2 separate regions of the Gossypium hirsutum genome follow, and region 2 is linked to region 1. The links are chromatin contacts, called in public Hi-C maps. All regions are on one chromosome and are shown on one strand. Each heading gives the region's core, a stretch centred on a gene start, on an enhancer-like site or on the middle of the called end of the contact. The rest is flanking DNA. Distances are from core to core; before and after follow the strand shown.

What was found. Hi-C and Micro-C count contacts between places; a contact is called where the count stands out from the background.
Region 2: a Hi-C map of leaf shows a contact between it and region 1, with 2.4 times the contacts expected there. The contact joins the enhancer-like site here to the promoter of LOC107910002 in region 1. A contact is called at or near these places in 12 of 34 Hi-C or Micro-C datasets (fibers, hypocotyl, leaf and 1 more).

What each region holds. Positions count from the first base shown.
Region 1 is chrA07:27,358,591-27,363,674 of Gossypium_hirsutum_v2.1, reverse strand. It overlaps LOC107910002 (flowering time control protein FCA), which reads left to right and starts at 1,908. Exons shown (of 15, transcript XM_041117879.1): 1 at 1,908-2,573; 2 at 2,780-2,850; 3 at 3,036-3,114; 4 at 3,307-3,389; 5 at 3,486-3,537; 6 at 3,917-3,984; 7 at 4,634-4,700. The coding sequence starts at 2,012.
Region 2 is chrA07:27,394,538-27,399,621 of Gossypium_hirsutum_v2.1, reverse strand. No RefSeq gene overlaps it. Among protein-coding and RNA genes, the nearest start is that of LOC107910007, 22 kb to the left of the region's middle. Within about 2 kb of position 2,296, at least 9 of the 9 cell types and tissues checked have an H3K27ac peak or open chromatin away from gene starts, as enhancers often do. A contact at or near this core is called in fibers, hypocotyl and leaf, where this site is marked.

The DNA of each region.
Region 1 (5,084 bases), core at 659-3,158:
GCGAGTTTTCTTCCTTTTACAATTGATCTCCTAACCAACAATATTGTATATTGTTCTGATAAACTTAAAACACTCTTACAATTTGGTATAACCACAAGGATCATGGTGATAGGTTCAAGTAAGGATAGTAGTGGAAAATCTTCTTCAATGCCCAAGTCGCCAAAGAATAAGAGAAAGGCTCCTCTTGACCATCTGGGAACACAAGAATCGGTTACAGGAAACATGAGTAATTTATCAAAGAAATAGTTGCCAATTGCTATAATCTCCCCTGTTTTGCCACATTTTGAGCCTACAACCTTCTTCTTTGTCACTTACAATAGTATACTATATCTATTACATCAAACTTGTTTTTGGCTGGTATAGCATGAATGGTGTATAAGCTAAATCATTACTTTTGGAATGCTTTTGTAAAGTACATTTTATCCTAATTGCAATAGGGAAATTATATGATTAAATGTGGGATTTTTTTTAGTCTTATGTTTTTTTCACTGCATTATTTACTATGCTAAAATAAATTACATAGACAATAACCAATATTGGTCATTAATTCCAAGCAGAATGTATATCAAGGTTCCAAATTACATAAACAACATAACATTGAGGTATGTTGGAAAACTTTACATTCAATCAACATTTCCAACTGACAGTTGCATATGCCGCTTACCACTACTGCCAACAAAGAAACCTATGGCGATGCATAGAATACATAACATGGAGCAAGAAAATAATATATTATACATTAACTTCTCCTTCTTGATAACTTTCATTTTTTGCTTCATGGCTATCACTTTGTTCTTTAATGCTAGTTCTCCTTCAACACCTCAAACTAGTCTACCTTCTTCAACCTCATTGTCAACACCACTACTGCCACCATTATGGCTACCATCAAATGCAACCAAATTCATAACCTTATTTCTAAGTGCTAAATTCTCCTTTGAAAGATTCGTTCACTGTCACGCAATTGACGCAATAATTCAATATCAAAGTCACACATTTGCCTATCGTACCACTTGAAAAAACCACAACCATCGTCCTACAAACAAACCCCAAATAAGTGACAAAAAAATTTAAATCATAAACCCTCAACCTAAGGAAATTTTTGAAATCATCCAAATTAAGCTGAAGTAGCAAATAAATTTATTCACTTACCTGAAAATCTGAACATCCATAAAATCTCCTCCCCGGATTTAAATCGCTCTATGAAGTGTGTCTTGGAACTAACTTCTTGCAGTAACATTTTACTACTTCCCCATTGTACACATACTCCCTCCGTGATGAAGTACCAATATTTGAATACCTTGATTTTTTCCCCAAACCATACGATACCCATTCTCTAAGTTAGCTATTCAAACCATGTGATTCAGATTTGAACAAATTTCCCAAATCCATGATTTTGAACAACAAGGAAGAAGAAGAATAACAATTTCCTAGGGTTTATGGTAAATTGAGATAATGAGAGGAGAGGGATTTCAATCAGGGTTTTTTAAGAGATAATGGTTTCTTGAAGGTTGGAGATTGCTGAAGGATTTTGATCATAATAATTTTAGGGATTTCACGATTTCAGAATAAGGGTTAGGAATTTAATGATATGTTTTAATTTTACCTATAATTTTTTTACAAATTATTTATTTCTTTTTTAATTTCATGTTTAATTCTTTTTTTTGACACGTCATCTTCATCCTCGCATGTCACATAGGCTATTTTGTTGGTCGAGACTTGACTAACAATCAATACCGTTAAAATTGAGATGATTTCTAGAAAAATTGTAACTTGGCATCAATCCAAAAAAAAAAGTCAATGGCTCAAACCCAAAAACTCCTAGAGGTTGAGGGTATTTTCAAAATTATACCTTAATTTTATCTCGTTAAGTAACAAAAACATATTTACTATGCAGAGTTGGGTTTCTCATGAAACAGTAAAACTGTTCAGCTTTTTACTACTCTTCTTTTTCCTCCTCTACTTCACTGTTTATATTATCCCTGCTAGGGTTTTGAACCAATCGTCTGAATAGATGGAGAGACACAGAGATCGCGGAGAACGGTTCAACGATCACCCGCCCTTAAATCCTACTCCTTGGTATACCAATGCCCAAAGACCTAATTTCCCTCCCGACTACCACCATCAACACCACTATCATCCTTACAACCACCACCATAACCCCCAGCAATTCGACTATTGCCCTACCCAGCAGCAATTCGATCACCTGCCGGCCCAGCAGCAATTCGATCACCGGCCTACCCAACAGCCATTCGAACACCGGCCTACCCAACAGCAATTTGATCAACGGCCTAACCAACAGCCATTCGAACACCGGCCTAACCAACAGCCATACGAGCACCGGCCTAACCAGCAGCAATTCGATCACCGGCCTACCCAGCAGCAATTCGAACACCAGCCTAGTCAGCAGCAATTTGAACACCAGCCTGGCAATCAGCATCACTTTGAACGCTTCCCGGAGCAGCACCAGCAACCGATCAGTGAACAAAACGACGCGTTCTGGTCCAACGGTGGCAACGGTCCCAATGCCGGTCGAAAAAGAGGGTTTCACGATTCTGGCCGAGGAGCCTCACCTGGTAACAGCGTAACGTTACCCGTTCATATTTTAACTTATTTTTTTCTTTCATTAGAATTTAAGCTCACTTCGGCTGTGCCTATTTGCTCCTTTTCTTCTTCTTTTTTTCTTGGAATTCTTTATATTATTATTTTTACAATTTATGAGCCTTTTTTTGGAAGTTACAGAAGTCTTATATTTTTTTCATTCCTCTTAAATAAAATTTAGACCATAACGAAGGAAGCAGTCTAGCAAAACTATATGTAGCAACGGTTCCAAAAACTGCAACTGAAGAATCCGTAAGCCATTATCTTTATCTTTGCAATTTTTTTGTCATTGTAGCATCGATTACTGGCTTCCTTGAATCCATTAGTAAAATGTGTTTGCGTAAGGGGATTATTTTTGTTATAGCTATTAGTTCCTAATATAACTTTTTGGTAGTTCACTGAGCATGTGGTGTAACTGTTTTTCTTTTTTTGGTTAGATCCGCTTCCTGTTTCAAGAACATGGAAATGTTGTTGAGGTGATTCAACCAAAGGATAAGAAAACTGGTGAACGACATGGTATACAATCTTTTATATGCTAGAGTGAGTTGTGATTTTATTTTTAAGCGAAATTAGTTTTGTTATCAACAAAGTGGCTGCTTTCAGCAAATGGAATGCCGACACTTGTTTGTCATAGACCTTTAAAGTTGCAATAGATAATAATCTGCTCTGTTATGTTATTCATGTGCATGTAAACTGTGCTGCTTTTAGGATATTGTTTTGTGAAATATGCAATGTTTGAGGAAGCTGAGAGAGCTATTGCAGCTTTAAACAATCGGTATATGTTTCCTGGGGTAAGTTCTTTATTTGCAGTCAGATAAGGAAATTCCATGGATATTGGTTAAAGTTTTGTGGTTAGGATCACCATTTAGTAAATTTGGTTTTCACAGGAATCGACTACCATCAAAGTCAGATATGCTGATGCTGAACGAGACCGGCCTGGTAAGTGTTTACCTTTTGGAACTTATATTTATTGCTTGTAGACCTTGGTCACTATTCTATATATTGCATTTAACACCTTGAAAACATGTCAACTTTTATACATATTTAGAAGTTAAATTCTGCTAGAGACAGGAGATTTTTGTTCACAAATGAGATAACTGAATGAACAGACTTTTAGGTTTTGAGGATAATAAGATTTCTTGCTGCAAGCAAACAGTTAAATGCACTAAAGTGAGGAAAGGAGAAGTAGGAAACTTTCGGGAATGCTTGCTACTTTTCTAAACTTTTTGGTGATGCCAGAATTTTTAAAAATTGCAATATAGTTTTGATTTTTGTCTTTTCTATTTTGTTCTCAGTTCTTTGTTTGTTTCTGTGGTAGGGCCACTTCCGGACAAATTATATGTGGGTTGCCTAAATAAACAAGCTTCTAAAAGGGAGATTGAAGAAGTATGTTCTGAATACACTTGAGAGTTGATGCTTAATTTGCTTTCATCTGTACCGAATAATTTCATTCCTCCTGATTGATTACTATTTCTTAAGTCTAATCTGACATCCAAGATTATAAGAGAGATTTAAGGCAGAGAAAGAGAGTAGGGGGGAGGGGGAGGGGTATGGGCTGGATGTAGACACTAGAGATTGCCATTCTGCCCGAGGGTTTTAGCTATTACCAAATGTATGTCTTTACATTTCATTCCCTAGCACTGGTTTAATCCCTTCAGATGGGAAGATATGCTGTTTATGTTTGACCATAAGAATTTTGTGTTATGCATGAAGCAGCCTGCAAACAGTAATAAGATGCATTTTTAGTTGCTTGCATGCATGATGGATTCTATTGGCACATTTTATATTTGATAACAGAGTTACATTATTCTGCTTAGGTTACTTATATGATTGCATTAATGTGTATGTATGCATTTCAATTCTTTAAAGCCTGACTCATGGCATGCTGGATTGGGCATTTGATTGTAAAACCTGATTTTTATTTTTCCCATTCTCATCTCTATACTTCACCTATTTTGTTCCCTCAGTCAATATTGGTTAATTAAATATCCTAGTAGTGTTTTGAGTTGTATTCAGCAAATAATTCTTCTTTCAGATATTTTCTCACTATGGTCATGTTCTAGACGTCTTCATTATGCGTGACGAGCACAGGGAACACCGCGGTTTGTTCTTATCATTCTTAGTCATCTCTTTCTTTACTATCTATTTCAGGCCTGCTTTCTTAGAATGGACATATTGGAGATGATAATTTGCTTTATCTGCCATTTTGATGTCATCAAATTAGCTGCAGTTTTACAATTGAATGTTGAATGTTTTATTTAGTTGTATCCTTTTCCATTTTTAGGACAGTTTCTTTGACTCTGTTTTCGTGACACTTACGGCACTAATTCTCAAAAGCTACCCTGTTTAATCACTTCCTTCTTTTCTTTTCTTGAAAATATTATCTGCTTGTTTTCCCTTTGATTAATTAGAAAGTGTATAAATAATCATAATGATGCTCCACGTTTTATCAATAAATGTAGGCATCATTACTATTTTATGTGTTA
Region 2 (5,084 bases), core at 1,047-3,546, 36 kb before region 1:
TATTACGACCAACATTAAACTCAACTTGCTCCTGTGAAATGAAATTCGGAAAAACTACTTCAAATCTATTAGCAACCATTTTCATCACTAATTTATACATTACCGAGCAAAGATTGATAGGCCGAAACTGATTAAAATCCTTTGGTCTATCTTTTTTCAAAATAGGCACAATCAAAGTATTATTCAACTCTGCCTCGATTTTATTACTAGCAATGATTCCTAGACTTCGAAAGAAGTTCGCTTGAACCTATCGCTTCTCCAAACCAAAGCGAAGTCATGTCAAAAAGGGCATTTTTTATCTCTTCATTTGAAATTGGCTTTTCTAAAAAAAAAAATCCTAATTCTTAAGGCAAGTAAAGATATTGGAGGGAAGGTCTATCATGGGAGTAGGGATTTCTCTATAGATTTTCTTAAAGAACCTTACAGCCACATTTTTAAGAATATTCTGGTCAGAACACCACTCTCCATTAACGATAGTAAAGCCATGATACGATTGAATTTCCTCCTTTAAATAGTACGACTATAAAAAACCTTAGTGTTATGATTCCCAAGCTAGAGCTAATCACACTAAGCCTTTTGCCTCTACAGTAATTCCTCATGGTTAAGCACATTTTCTAATTCATCCCAAACATCCATTTGATTATTGACTAACCAACTACAGGGCAAACGATCCATAGCCTTTTGGATATTTGCAAGTGCCCTTATAAGCTGTCTTTTGCAAGTACCTAAAAAACCATAGACAAGATTGTTTCATTCTTTGACATGTGAGGTAAAATCAGTAAGAGAGTCAGCCATATTACCTAAATAACTCCACTTATTCTTGACCAAATCAGGAAAATTGGCATGTTTTGTTCATCCTACAAGACAGTGCGAAAAATATCCAAATTGGTTTTGAGGAGAATGGGCATGTGATCTGGATTGATGCGCAAAAACTAGTTTGATGCGCAAAAGGTGATATACAAGACAGTGCGAAAAATATGATATCCAAGTGTCATTGGCAAGCGCTCAATCCAACCTTTCATACGTATTGCCTCTTTACCAGGTAAAGGAAGGTCCAATGAATCCTATATCTTGTAAGTTACAATAGTCAACAAAATTACCAAAAAAATTTGCATCTTCTACCTATGCTACGATCACTTTTCTTATCATCAGGTGATAGTATAGCATTAAAGCCCCCCATAATCAGCCACGAAAAGGGATCGTTAAGTAACACGATTATTAAATCATCCCATAGAGAATTTCTCTTTGCTCTGTCAGGACTACCATAAACAAAAAAGATAAGAAAGAAGTTATTGGTAACACTGCCAAAAACTCGAAGGAGAATGAACTGGGGATGATTATGAATGACACTAATCTGAATAGATTCCTTTCAGCCCACCCAAATTTCTCTTGAAAATCCAATAACCTCAATACGGTGAGAAAAATCAAAACCTAATTTATCAATAATTGAATTTACTTTATTATCACTAATTTTTTGTTCCAGTAGACACAATATCCGGCCTATACTCGATATTAAATTCACGGAAGACATAGAGAAATTTGTTGCTTGCATAGCCTTGAAAATTCCAAGAAAATATTGTTAAAATTAAATCCATATTATCAAAATAATAATAAAATTAAGATAAAACAATTAGATATTACTGCTTAGAGCTTATAAAACAAACCTGAAGTCTTTTCGCTGCATTTGAACCATTTAGGCCCAATTCTTCGATACTTTCTGTCGAAGTAGCCTTAGCCAACTTGGACATAGAAACACATAACAAATATTTAGAAAAAATTTTAACCTTAAAATTGCTCTATTTCCCATGTGGTTTTGTTAATTTTTTTTAATATCTTGAAAACTCTTTTCTTTCCCTCCCATCATTCTCCTCGAATTCATTGATCTACCAGCCTCCAAATCTGAAACTTTGGTCTCCTCCGACAAGGTGTTGTCGACTGGGACAGTGACTTTGAAAGAAGTTGTCAAGTGCTTAATAGGGTTTAGCCCTCCAGTGGAGATGGCGACTAGAACTTCCACTGGACTTAGCATCGAAGAAGTTGGTTTGGTTGGGAGCTTTGGGACACTATCACTGTCGACATTAAAAAAGCCCGATCTCGAGTCTGAAATCTCACCCTCACTTGTTGGACATTGAGTTCACTAACAGAAACCCCTGTAACAAATGATTGCCGCCGACTGATAGCCTCATTAACGTAACTTCGAATGAATAAAGTTTTCCTAGCCCTTGGCTAGGAGGACGACCTAATAGCCTGGCCTGATAAATTAACCAACTGCAGATTATTTATTCCATGGGTCAAGGAAGGCTCAACTTCTATTGGGCTTGAATTATCAACCTGGTTCCTGGACCAGACAAACCCAACTTTCAAGCCCTTGACAGTATTTTTAAAACCAACTGGATTAATTATAATTTTAAAATCTATTTTTGTAAGGGGACTTTGACTAATTTACCAATAAAGGCTCATTTCTAAGTATATTTACGGAAATGGGTCAATTTCTGCATTATTTACCGGAAAGGGCTGATTTTGGAATAATGCGCCCACGTAGGAGCTTTTTAGGGTGAAATTTCAAGCAAATCGCGTCCCTAAGGGAGTGTTTTTGCCATGTTAGCACAAAATGCGCTGACGTGGACATACTTTACTGACGTGGCAAAAACGCTCCCCGAGGGGTGCGTTTTGCACAGTGTTTTTTCTAGGTTAGGGTTTTTTGCATGTTTAGTCCCTAGGGCTTTTTGGTTTAGAGCTTTTAGTGTTAGGGTTTTGTTAAAATAATTTAGGGTTTTAGGTTTTAAGAATTTTTAAAAATAAATCAGGATTTAGGATTTAGTGTTCTTTTTTAAAAATTAATTAAATTAGGGTTTATGGATTTTAAATAAATAAATTAAATTTGATTTTATTATTTTTAAGAAAATTAATTAAATTTGGGTTTAGTTTTTTTAAAATAATATTGTGCCTAGGTTTAGGGTTTAGGAAAAATTATATTGACAATAAGGACTTTGGTTTTTTTCTACAGTAGTTCTTGAAAAAATAATTTTGAGAAGACGATTCTGAACAAATAATGTCAAAAAACTTCAAGCAGGATGCATTGTCAGCAAAATTACTAAAAAAAGTTCCCACGTGGATGCTCTTTTTCTACAGTAGGTCCTGAAAAAATAAATTTGAAAAGACGATTCTGAACAAATAGTGTTAAAAACACTTCAATTAGGATGCACTGTCAGTAAAATTGATGAAAAATGCTCCCATGTGGATGTTCTTTTTCTACAATAGTTCTTGAAAAAATAGTGTTAAAAATGCTTCAAGCAAGATGTACTGTCAACAAAATTGATGAAGAAAGCTCCCACGTGGACGCTCTTTTTCTATAGTACTTCCTTAAAAATAATTTTGAGAAGACGTTTCTGAAAAAATAGTGTCAAAAACGCTTCAAGCAAGATGCACTGTCAGTAAAATTACTAAAAAAAGCTCCCACGTGGACGCTCTTTTTCTACAGTAGTTCATGTTTGGCCTTAGGTTATAAATGAGCCAAATTTGATTCTCAGGTTGCATAAGTTACAACAAGAAAAATTAGAGGGGCTAAGTAGAATAGAAATTGAAAATGGGTGAACGTATTAGTGATATTATTTATTATGATGATGAGGTCTGTGACACCGAGAACGGTGTTATTTTTTTATCAGAGAACACAACGCGAATGGTTTTTAACCAGACTATAGATTTGATAGAATTTCATAAAAGAATCAGGTACAAAATTTTTGAAACGATGTCAATGAAGGTTTCTTCTATTAAGTATCGATTTTGTGCTTCAATTGATCCACTGACACATGACTCATTTGATATCGAAAGTGGTCGTAGCTTTAAGACGATAGCACAGACTCATCTCGATAGTGGATCACCCTATCTTGAGTTATATGTACAATTTTCATCGCCAAATAAAACATTTGCGAGTTCAACATCTACTACTGTTCGAGAGAAAGACACAAACCCTGCCCGACACTCCGTTAGTGGGAGGTAGAACATGGAAGTGTCCGCGTTTAGTGGCAGTATGGAATATACAACTTCTGCACGATACTCGGTTAGTGGATGGGACATGCACATTGGTGGGTCGATGTTCAATGCTGAAAATACGTATTGGGGAATGACATCAACTTCCAGTGGTTGGCAACCCACATCTAATTAGGGACGTTACGAAACGTCCACAAAAAAAGGGATGATGTACTTTCTACAACGTTCACCGGCGAGGGGATCTCGTACATTGCAGATGATGGTGAGTTGGATGATGAGTTCGATGTGGATCCATCTCAAAAGCCTAGCCCTGATACTGCAAAAGTTGCATTATTTTCTGAACCAGAGCCTGTTCCATCCGAACCTGAAGACGTTGAAGGGGATTCAGATGAAGAAGAAGAAGAAGATCTGCAATTCAGAGCGTACTCGCCTCTAGCCTACATGTATAATGTCGATATATCGGTAGATGATGTGTTGGAGTTTTTAGATCTACCACACAGAAGGGTGACCATACAGGTTCGTCATTGGATTTGAGTGAATTAGAAGTTGGTAAGGAGTTTTCCAGTAAGGATAGTTTTCTTAGTTCATTGAAATAACATAGCATTAATCACGGGGTTAACTACAACGTGAACGTGGTTAAATCCAAATCCGAGAAGTTCGAGGCCAAGTGTATAGTGCAAGATGGTACATGTCATGGAAAATCATGACTTCTTTTAGGAAAAAGACAGGCTTGTGGGAGATAAAAAAGTACAAAGGTCAACATTCCTGTGTTGCCAGTATAGTATCACTGGGTGTTCAGGGTTTTTGAATAATAATGTTATTACGTAATGTTGCATTATTTAATGTACTTCGTTGATAGGTGTTTCACAAAAACATCCCAAGATGGATTCAGGTATGATAGCTAGCTTAATACTACCATTATTGAAGGTAGATCCCAAGACTTCAGTGTCGATCTTAATTGCCAATACTCGTAGCCAACTGAGGTACACGCCCTCTTACCGCAAGGCTTGGATAGCTAAGCAGAAGGCGTTGGAAAAGATGCATACTGGGTAGGACACTTCATATAATGAGGTGTAGCAGTGGTGTCATGTGGT